2 separate regions of the Macaca mulatta genome follow, and region 2 is linked to region 1. A link is a contact called in public Hi-C data. All regions are on one chromosome and are shown on one strand. The core of a region is the stretch at or near the end of the contact, and the rest is flanking DNA. Distances in the headings are between cores, read along the strand shown. Region 1 holds the start of PXK (PX domain containing serine/threonine kinase like). Region 2 holds the start of KCTD6 (potassium channel tetramerization domain containing 6).

What was found. Hi-C and Micro-C count contacts between places; a contact is called where the count stands out from the background.
Region 2: a contact with region 1 is called in a Hi-C map of fetal cortex germinal zone, with 5 times the contacts expected there. The contact joins the promoter of KCTD6 here to the promoter of PXK in region 1. A contact is called at or near these places in 4 of 14 Hi-C or Micro-C datasets (CD4 T cells, fetal cortex germinal zone, fetal cortical plate and 1 more).

What each region holds. Positions count from the first base shown.
Region 1 is chr2:121,893,333-121,898,650 of T2T-MMU8v2.0, reverse strand. PXK (PX domain containing serine/threonine kinase like) reads right to left here and starts at 2,301. Exons shown (of 16, transcript XM_028844294.2): 1 at 2,148-2,301. The coding sequence starts at 2,249.
Region 2 is chr2:122,077,592-122,082,870 of T2T-MMU8v2.0, reverse strand. KCTD6 (potassium channel tetramerization domain containing 6) reads right to left here and starts at 2,675. Exons shown (of 3, transcript XM_015130532.3): 1 at 2,590-2,675.

The DNA of each region.
Region 1 (5,318 bases), core at 1,052-3,551:
ATGACAAGAACACAGAACAGTCAAAAAATTATGCAAGAGAATGCTACAGTTTTTCACTCTACCACATCTGCCTCGATGGGTCTCCTGTGAGTCATGGTCTTTTGTGTTCAGTCATCACTATAAGAACTGTCATTTTCTACCCTAAATTATTTTATTTTTTAAAGAAAAGATCTGCAGGGCCAGGTGTGGTGGCTCACGTCTATATACCAGCACTTTGTGGGGTTGAGGCAGGAGAATGGCCTGAGCCCAGGCGTTCCAGACCAGCTTGGACAACATGGTGAGACGCTGTCTCTACACACACACACACACACACACACACACACACACACACACAGAGAAAAGAGCTACAATAAAAACAGAATCCTATTACATCTTTCGCCACCTAGCTAAAGCACTGATCTCTAAGTTATTTTTTCAATGTTCATAATTACCTCTTTACACAAACAGAAAAAGAGGCATAGTAAGGTTGAAGTTGGATTATTTAGTCATTTGATAAACACATTTGAAATCCTATCAAAAACCAGGAAATGAGACCCCAACGTGAGGGAGAAATGCCCCTCCTCTTGTAGCCTGGTGAAGACAAAAAGGAAAGAAGTAATTATAGGACGAACTAATCAAGATTAAGGTGTGGGTAGGCACATGGGCTGGGGCTGTAGAAATCACAGAATGCTTGTATTTATAAACCTCTATCTCTTTACTTTCAATACAAAATAAACCTAAAAGACTCGACTCTATTCCCTGAAAGGTTATAAGACTTACTTGCCAATAGTCAAATCAAAAATCAAATTTAATAGCTGAATTACTCTTGACTCCTCATCCTAAATTTCAACCCTTAAGCCATACTCCCTTTAGGCACAAATGATAGCAAGTTTAACAAATTCTGCCCTATATGTGCCTTCTCACATGTCTACAGAATAGGATTAAAGATACGCAGAGTGAAACAAATAGTACTTTTTAAAAAGATAATAATTTTCTTAACTGGAAGTGAATGCTTTGAACAATTCAAGCCCTACAAAGCATGGCTGTCAGAAGAGGAAACTGAGGTTCAAAAAAGTCTCACTTTAATACAACAGAATGAAAGGTCTCTTTGAAGTCATCAGAAGAGCTCGAAGGAAAAGAGAAACAGAAGGCTATTGTGAGCGTTAGCCTCCACATGATGACCCCCCAAGCACACTGCAATGGTAAACAAACAAGCCTCTGAGTCTGAATCTGATTCGGTGGCCTGACAAAACATCACAATTGAAGGAATCTCTCTCCTCATTCATTACTTTTCCAAAAAAGTCCCACTAGCTGGAGCTCCAGGTTTCTTGCTGGTTCCTGGATTTATTGCTTGGAAATTATAATGCATAGTGTGCCTTTCAAAAAAAAAGGTACAAGCAAATGAAAACAACCACGGTTTTAAAGCCCCATAAAAGACAGTGTATGTAGCAGAAATGAACTCTGCCAGTGTTTACTATGAGGACCTATTACTCCTTTATGCTACTCGAGTGGATTTTAAACTCAAATGAATGCTACCACTGCCCACTAAACAGCAAGTTAGAGAAGCACATTCATACACCTGCTTAAACAGCCCCGCTGACTTCCCCACCACTTCCCGGGGCCAGGGCCAAGTGGCTGACCTGGAAACGCGGCTGTAGACCCCAGCCACTTGCACTCTGCTGTCCCAACAAGTAGGCTCTGAAGTCACACTTCATTTGGCCCGGCACACCCTCATCCCCATCACCCAGACCCTCAGCTGCAGGGGAGGAAATTCCACGGCCTCAAAAAGGAAAAGGCTGGAAGCGGGCAGAAGTGGATGGTCCCGAGCGGTCTCGTTCCTGCTTCCCTGGTCCAAGGTAAGCCCCAGGCTCCCGCACCCCCAACTCGGAGTCGCTTTCCTGGTCGCCGCCAAGCTCCTTCCACCCCGCGGCGCCGGGGGCTGCGGTCCCCATCCTCGGCCCCTCCGGGCCTCAGCGTTCGCCTGGGCCCCGGGGGCCCTGACCCAGACCCAGCGGCGCGCCACAGCCTTCTCGGCCAGGGCCGCCTACCCCGTGGCCCGGTCCCCGTTAGACGACCCTGCCCGGCCCGCGCCAGGCAGCCCGCAGCCCCCTCGCGGCCCGGGGCCGCCCCCCGCCGCCCGCCGCCCGCCCGCCCACTGGGCCGCGCACCGTGTGGGACTGCAGGCTCTGGCTCGCCTCGATGGCTGCTGTCAGCGGCACCGTGTCGTCCAGCAGCACCTTGCCGGCTGGCGGCTTCTCCATGAAGGCCATCCCGGGACGCCCGGCCGCCGCCGCCTAGGGACGCGAGGCAGGAACCTGAGGCGCCGACTCCCGCCGCCAGCCCGGCTCCACCGTTCCGCTGTCAACACGCGCCGCCCCACGCGCCGCCGGGCCCGCGGGGTCCTAGCGCCACCCTCCCCGCTGCCGCCGCCCCGGAGTCCTAGCGCCGACCTAGCGGAGTACGTGTGGGGGCCGCCAGCACTGTCCCCGCTGGCCCGCCCCTCCGCCCTGTGGCTGCCATGGGCTCGCGCTTCCCAGCTCCTCGCAGCCGCACCGCAGACCCCGTGCCCTTAGCTCCGGGCTTCGGACCAGTGAACACCACCCTAAGCCATCACCACCAGTATCCTCAGATCCAGGGACGCCTGGTCCTGAGCCCTGGGATCCAGGAATCTTCAGGGCGAGATTTCCAAACCAGGCCTCTCAGAACTGGGCTTTTCTGGGACCGTACGTCGTGAAACCCTCAGAACTGGACCTCTCTCACCCCCCCAGGCCCAACGACCCTAAAACTCAGAAAAAGGGCCTTCAGGATGGGACCTCCAGTCTGAGCCCTGCAAACCCAGAGACTTTCTGAAACAAGCCCTTCCGATTGAGACTTCATAGGGACTCTTGAACGAGGCTCCTCAGGCCTGAACACCTAAGAGCTGGACCCCATAATTGGAGGTCTTGGACCCCAGAACCCTCAGACCCAAGCTCTAAGAACTGGAGACCCTATAAAATGGTCCAGAGACCCCCTAGCCTCTACTCTTGGCCCCTACTGCCTGCTCAACCACATCCCTTAGACTTGGGAGTTTTTCATCCCACCATATGGGCTAGAAGAAATTTAAACCAAGAGTCAAGTCAGAGAATCTTGGGATCCACTTCTCAGCCCTAAATCTGCCCACAGTCTGCCTGAACCCGAAGCCATAATCCTGGCACCACCTCATCCCCCCATCTCCATACACACCTAGAAATTTCACCCACACTGGCCTTTCCTAGGGCAGCACTCCAGGATAGTGAAGAGTTAAATTTAGAATCAGAGGACTATCATCTCCATGGCTCTGGCATTTACCAGCTGTGTGATCTTTAATAAGTTACCCAACCTCTCTGAGTTCCAACTCCCCAATTTGCAAAGTGGAGATAATATTATTTGTATGAAAAGGTTAATACAAGGAATGCAGTAGACCGGGAAGGGGCTTGGCACATAATAAAAACTCAAACGGTGGTCAGGCATGATTGCTCACGCTTGCAATCCCAGCACTTTGGGAGGCCAAGGCGGGTGGATCACCTGAGGTCAGGAGTTTGAGACCAGCCTAGCCAACATGGCAAAACCCCCTCTACTAAAAATATAAAAATTAGCTGGGCGTGGTGGCACACGCCTGTAGACCCAGCTACTCTGGAGGCTGAGGCAGAAGAATTGCTTGAACGCAGGAGGGGGAGGATGCAGTGAGCCAAGATTGTACCACTACACTCCAGCCTGGGTGACACAGTGAGACTCCATCTCAGAAAACAAACAGGCTGGGCGCGATGGCTCACCCCTGTAATCCCAGCACTTTGGAAGGCCGAGGCAGGCGGATCACGAGGTCAGGAGATCGAGACCATCCCGGCTAACAAGGTGAAACCCCGTCTCTACTAAAAATACAAAAAAAAATTAGCTGGGTGTGGTGGCGGGTGCCTGTAGTCCCAGCTACTCGGGAAACTGAGGCAGGAGAATGGCATGAACCCAGGAGGTGGAGCTTGCAGTGAGCCGAGATCACGCCACTGCACTCCAGCCTGGGGACAGAGCGAGACTCTGTCTCAAAAAAAAAAAAAAAAAAAAAAGACAACAACAACAACAAAAAACAAACCAAAAAAAAAAAACCAAACAGACAAACAAAAACACCTGAAACCGTGGTCAGGCATGATGGCTCACCTTTGTAATTCCAGCACTTTGGGAGGCTGAGGAGAGTAGATGACTTGAGCCCAGGAGTTTAGCCTGGGCAATATGGTGAGACCCTGTCTCTACAAAAAAATTTTAAAAATACCTAGGCATGATGGCTCACACCTGTGGTCCCAACTACTCAGGAGGCTGAGGTGGGAGAATTTTTTGAGCACAGGAGGTTGAAGCCTCAGTGAGCCATGATCGTGCCACTTCACTCCAGCCTGGGCAACAGAGCAAGACCGTCTCCAGAAAAACAAACAAAACAAAGTCAGTATTAGTTTCCTCCTTCCCCTACAGCTCACAGAATGGAAGATTCCTAACTCTTAAATTGCCTCCACTAAATTTCTACATTTTAGATAAGGGAACAAAATTTCTGGGTAATTGCACCACCACCACCAAAATTTGACATCCCAGGAAAGGCCCACATCATGTGTAAAGGGTCCCTTCTCCAGATCTCAAGCTTAATGGGATGGTTGGGCAGCCCCATGGAGTCAAGTGGCCATGACAGATTGGTCCCATGGGCCAAGATCCAATAGAGCAAGATGTGAAGAAGGAATCATGGAACTTCATGATTCAGCCCTAAAATAATCAGAACTCTCCCTGCATTCCATTTTTGTGCCAGTGTGTTTAAAAGCAGCAGTCTATTAAAGCAAATCCATATGTCATTTAGGGAGGATTCAACTTTTTACTTTCATTTCTTTGTTTTAAGGCAAATAGATTATTTCTCTGCTAGAGTCACAGAAACCAAAATTCAGCTATAATCATTACTCCTATCGTGATGTGGACTGACCAAGAGAAGGCTCTTTTCTCTTACTGCAGGTGGGAGTATAAATTGGCCCAACCTTTTCGGAGGGCATTCATACATTCATTCAACAATTATTTGCTAAGTACCTACTATGTAATAGGCCTAGTACTAGGAGCTAGAACAAATACGTATTAAGGGCTTTGAAAATGTTCTTATCCTATGACCAAGTAATTCTGCATCTAGGAGAGTATCCTAAGAAAATAATCAAAGATCAGTTAAAAAAAAAAATAGCATGCAAGGATAAATGACTAACAGTTGAGTTTTGGACGAATCTTGGTACAATCATGAATTTTTTGCAATGTTAAAAATCAAGCCAGGCTGCCGGGCGCGGTGGCTCAAGCCTGTAATCCCAGCACTT
Region 2 (5,279 bases), core at 1,426-3,925, 180 kb before region 1:
AATAACTTAAAAAAGTAACCTAAGAACCCTTAAATGCCATTCTCCCTGTCACTGCAGAATTGCAATTTCAGGCCTCATGGTTACGATGAACCAACCTAACAATATTCTGGGTTTATCATTCTTGCTATAGATTAAGAATTCTCCAGGGCAAAAGTCCTAATCCTGTATAACTACCTATATGTTGCAATAAAAACCTCCGAACTTCAATGAAAAATAAAAACTTCCAACTACTGACTTCCCAGAGTTTCCAGGCAGCCCTTTAAAATGCGTTTTTAATGAAACCTTCGTGTCTGGTAGTCAGAAAAGACTCAATAAACTCCCTCTCTCTATACTTACCTTCAAAATTGCCTTTTTACTGAGTTTTGCTCTTCTTGAAATGTGGGAGTTTGAAAGTGAAATACTTTTTATAGTAACTAGTTCAGCGACATCTAAAGGAGCCTTTGGGGTTAACATTCACATACAGGCCAGCACAAGTAGCCAGGCATACAAGGATAATGTGATTATGGTGTTACATTATCCTTAACCATACCACTGCAGAAATGGATTTTTCTCTAAAAGTAATCATTTTCTCTTTCTCCTCTCTCAACCATGTGGTCAAGAAGAGAGGAGTTACAGGTTTAAAAGTGACCTAATATTAAAAAGCTGTCACAAAATCGTAACACTCCTCTTAACCCTCAGTTTCCGAAAGGTAAGATGGGCTAATACCATCTTCCCAAAAGTAATTACACCATTTAGGCACTACACAAAAGCAAAAATTGGCCTATAAGAGTAACACATCACAGGACAAGGAAAGAGAACAGGTTCCCAGGGAGGTCCTGTAGTCGAATTTTGCTCCATTACTGATTATGAGACCCTGAGAAAATGACTCTTTATGCTCAGCTTCTTCTTTGGGGAAATGGAGAAAATAAAGGAGATCATGAATATAAAACCATCTGTAAACTGGCAAGTATTAGACAAACGTGAAAACACTAGTGGCAGCAGCATAAACAAAATTTCTATGTTAACATGAAAAACTTGAGTGTGAACAAAGTAATTTAGAGCATTGGCCTGGAGACGGCAAATATGGAGGAGGCAGCCTCTTAATTTGCTCTAAATCTCCCCGGGTCCTCTTTTTCCCACAGCTCCAGAAGGGAGAACTACATACAGGTAAAGGGGAGTGTCTAGTTTTCCCAGAGATCACCCAACATCTGAGCTCCTGATCTCAGAAGGAACTTCCTTAAAGCATGACTCAGGATTATCTCCAAGGTAAAGCTGAATCCAAATACATACATGTACTCCATTTTAAATGGACCCCAAATATCAAAATCCAAACGCACCGAAGGATTCATAGGGTTCACCCTAAGATTTCTGTAAGTAGTAATGCTTTGGTTAAAATATGATTTATGAAAATTCAAATCACAAAACTTTGGGATGGCATCCGTGGCTGTCCTGACCACTCCACTCCATCGTTCATATCTAAAGCATAGCACAAAATCAAGTATCTTTATGGACTGATGGTTTTCGGCCAAAGAGAAAATTCTCTCAACCTACCAACCCTGCTGACAAAACCATTTTCCTTTTCCTAGCTACATATTTATTCATTTGAAAACATCTCAATCTTGGGCTCAGGACTGTGCTACATGCTGTCCCCAAGCTTCTCTCCTATCCCAGGATGATTCAAGTAATAGGGCATTTGTGACAGCGAAAAAAAGAACATGCCAGGGGGATATGGAAGAGATGCTTAGGCTACCCCAAATATTCTTAGCCGAGCCGGGTCATCCCAGGTCACTTTGCCACCCAAACCTCTTCTATCACAAAGTCCTAAAATTGGATCCATCAACTTGTTCTAGAACTGGTATACTTGAACAGAAACATGATAACTTCAGCAGAATATCCAAACAGGATCTCTGTCACGTTTCATTTCCCCGTCCCACCCCCAGACACAGCCTCCACCACTGACAGCCCAGCAGGTGCTGCCAGGGCTCCCCATTACCACAGCCATTTATCACCTCTGACATCAAGCATTAAAAACGCCACCACACACACAAATCTAGGCATAAAGAACTCAGCTGCAATCTGAGTGTCTCTTCAGGGTAGAAAATCCCAAAGCCAGGGTTTTGAGTCCTGGCTCACGCTTTAAACTAGGGCAATTGGTGGCTAATAAGCGCAATCTCCCAAAAACAATCATTTTCGAGCACACCCCGAATGTCTCCGTCCGGGCCGTGCTTCGCTGCTGCCCCACCAGCGAAACCCCCACAAACCCGACCCGGCCAGGGGTAGGGCGGGCGATGCTCCGGGCCCGGACGAGGGGCGCTCCGCGGAGCTCCGAACCCGGGCCCGCAGAAACCGCGCATCCCCGCGGGCGGACCCCAGAACCCCCGCCCAGGCCCCGCCGCGGGCACCTCCGCCGCCGGCTCGTGCCAGCCCCGGGACGCGCGGTCCCCTCAACGCGGCCCCGCCGCCACCGCCCGGTTCCAGGAGCCCCCGCCCAGATAATCCTCTGCCCCGCTCCCCTGGCCGCTCCGCGCAGACGTCTCCCGAAACCCGGCCCTCCCAAGCCCCGGCCCTCCCAAGCCCCGGCCCCGCAAGCCCCAAGCCAGCCCCACTCACTGCGCGGCGGCGGCGGCGGCGGCGGCAGCGGCGGCGGCCGGGCCGGGAGATGCCCGCGGCCGGAGAGCGCGAGCGCGGGGACGAGCGAGCCCGCGCCCGGCGGCGGCGGCGGCGGCGGCGGCAGAAGGGACGACTGAGCCCGCGCCCGGAGTTGCGGCTCCAGCTGCCCGGCGCGGGCGGCGCCTTCCCAGCAGAGCCGTAGCGCCACAAGCGCGGGCGCCCCCTAACGGCAGCGCGGGCGGGAAGCCAGAGAGCCGGGCGGCCTTAGGAGCGAGCGCAGCCGGAGCCGCGCGGTCAAGACCGCAAGACCGCAGCCCCGAAGCCCCGCCCTGAAGCCCCAGTCCCGCCCCTTAGGCTCAGCTCAGAAGCCCCGAAGCCCCGAAACCCCGCCCCTGCGTCCCGCCTCCGTCCGCAGCCTGGGGTCCGCCCAGCCCCAGGCCCACTGCGTCCTCAGAGCTGGTGTTTCCACAGCTGTTTCTCCTTAGTCATTTCATGAACTTGTATGGGACCCCCACTATATCTCAGGCCTGGGGGTTTAGGAGATACAGCGGCTACCAAGACGCAAGCGGGTCCTAATGAAAGGAGAAGACAGACAAGAGTCAAGGAAACAGCTAATAGACAAAATAATGACAGGTTATGATCATAAGCGTTGGGAGAGGCGTGATTAGAGGACTTAGATGGAGAAGGGAAGGGAGCCCCTGCTTCAAACGCAGTAGCCAAGGAAGACCTGGACCCCGGACCTGCGGTCGGAGCCTCTCCTGCCTGCCCTGCACTGGGGAGACAACCCTGCGATGAGGCCTGTGAAGAAGCCCCCGCGGCCACCCCTCCGGCCTGGTGGGCAGGACAGCAAAGGACAGCTGGGCCCAGAGCCTCAGCAACACGGGCAGCCAGGTGGAGAGAAGGGCAGAGCCACCTTCAGCAGACGAAACGACCCGTGCAAAGGCTCTGGGGCCTGGAGGAGCTCGGCCCTAGATGAGACTGGCGCCGGTATTGTCCCCACTTCACCAGGAAGGAAGCCAAGACTGCAGAGGATGGGCAGCTCCTAACGCCTCAGGGCTAATTGGCCTCCATCCGTCCACTCGTTCCAAGTCCCATTCGCTTCCTACTAGCCAGGCCTCTGTCCCCTTCCGTTGGGACCGGTTACCTGATGCTGGGTTTAACCTTCTCCACCAGAATAACCACTGGCCTTAGAAACTTACTTGGGTTTCACGTCTGCATGTGTGTGAGCTAGCTCTGGGGTTGAAATTATATCAGCATGATCATCACAGTTGTATCTGATACTTGATTCTTCTCCAAAGCTCAAATTGATAGGTTAAATAAATGACATATGCTTCATCAACATACCCAAGTGCTACATGATCAAATTCACAAAGACTAGGTGAGAATACAGGGAAATGTGTGTGAAAATGATCAAAATGATCAGTACACAAACTAGTATACATGATATCCTGATTTTATTTTTAAAAACATATATACAGACAAAAATGTTGAAGGATCATCGTGTTCAAGATAATAGTATGGGGATGTTAATGGCATTGCTTCTTAACATTCTTCTGAATTTTCATGCATATTGAATTTATAATCAGAAAAATACAATGAATTTTGGGGTTTTTTTGGTTTTTTTTTTTTGGCCCCCCGCCCTGCCCCACCCCGCTGGGTTTTGTTGTTGTTGTTGTTTTAATAGAAGGACAATACCAAAATTACCCAATACTCAGATCTCCAGAATTTGGTGCCACTGATAACCCAGAATTGCCTCTGACTTATTGGGTGTCCTTGGAAGAGTTATTTCCCCTCTCAGGGCTTCTATTTCCACATATAAAAACTGATGGATTAATTTTGTTATTGGTGATTTTGTCAGACCTAGTCCTTCCTATCTTAAAATTTTTATAACTATTGCTAATTGTACTTTCACTTTTGTATTTTATAATCGATAGATGGCTATTGAAATGCAGTTGGGTTTTACATAATCTTATATTCAGCAAAATTGAACTCTTTCCGTTCTAATAAGTTTGTAGGTTCTCTTGAATTTGCTGTGCAAATAATCATAGAATCTGCAAGTCGTAACAGTGTGGTATCTTCCCGTCCTTTTTTTCCTTTTTCTTGCAGTACTGTGCTGACTAAATTCTCCCACACAATGTTGAAGAGCAGTGATGGTAATGGGCATTTCTATCCTGTTCTTGACTGCTTCTAACATATCACCGTTAACTATAGTGTTTGTTGTGGATTTTTTTGATAGATATTCTTTATCAGGGTAAGGAAGCACTATTCTTCTTTACTATGAATGGGTGCTGAATTTTATCAATGTGAGATTCCCCCCATTGCAATGTAATGAATTACAACCATGGATCTTATTATATTAAACCATCCACGTGTTCCCAGGATAAACTCACCTTGATGATGTATTTTTTTAAGTCAATATATTTTTATTCAAGGAATTTCACACATCATGATGTATTTTTTTTCAATATACTGCTAGATTCCATTTGCTAATATTTCATTAGGGTTTTTGTATCCATGTGGATGACTGAGATACACTACTATTTTCCATTCTTATTCTCTCCTCGTCTGGCTTTGCTATCAAAGTTACTTGAGCTCATAACATACCTTAAGGAATGAGTGTCTATTCACTAGACTGGGATTTTCTATAGAATTTGAATGTTCTATAGGATTCTCCCGCAAACCATCTGGAT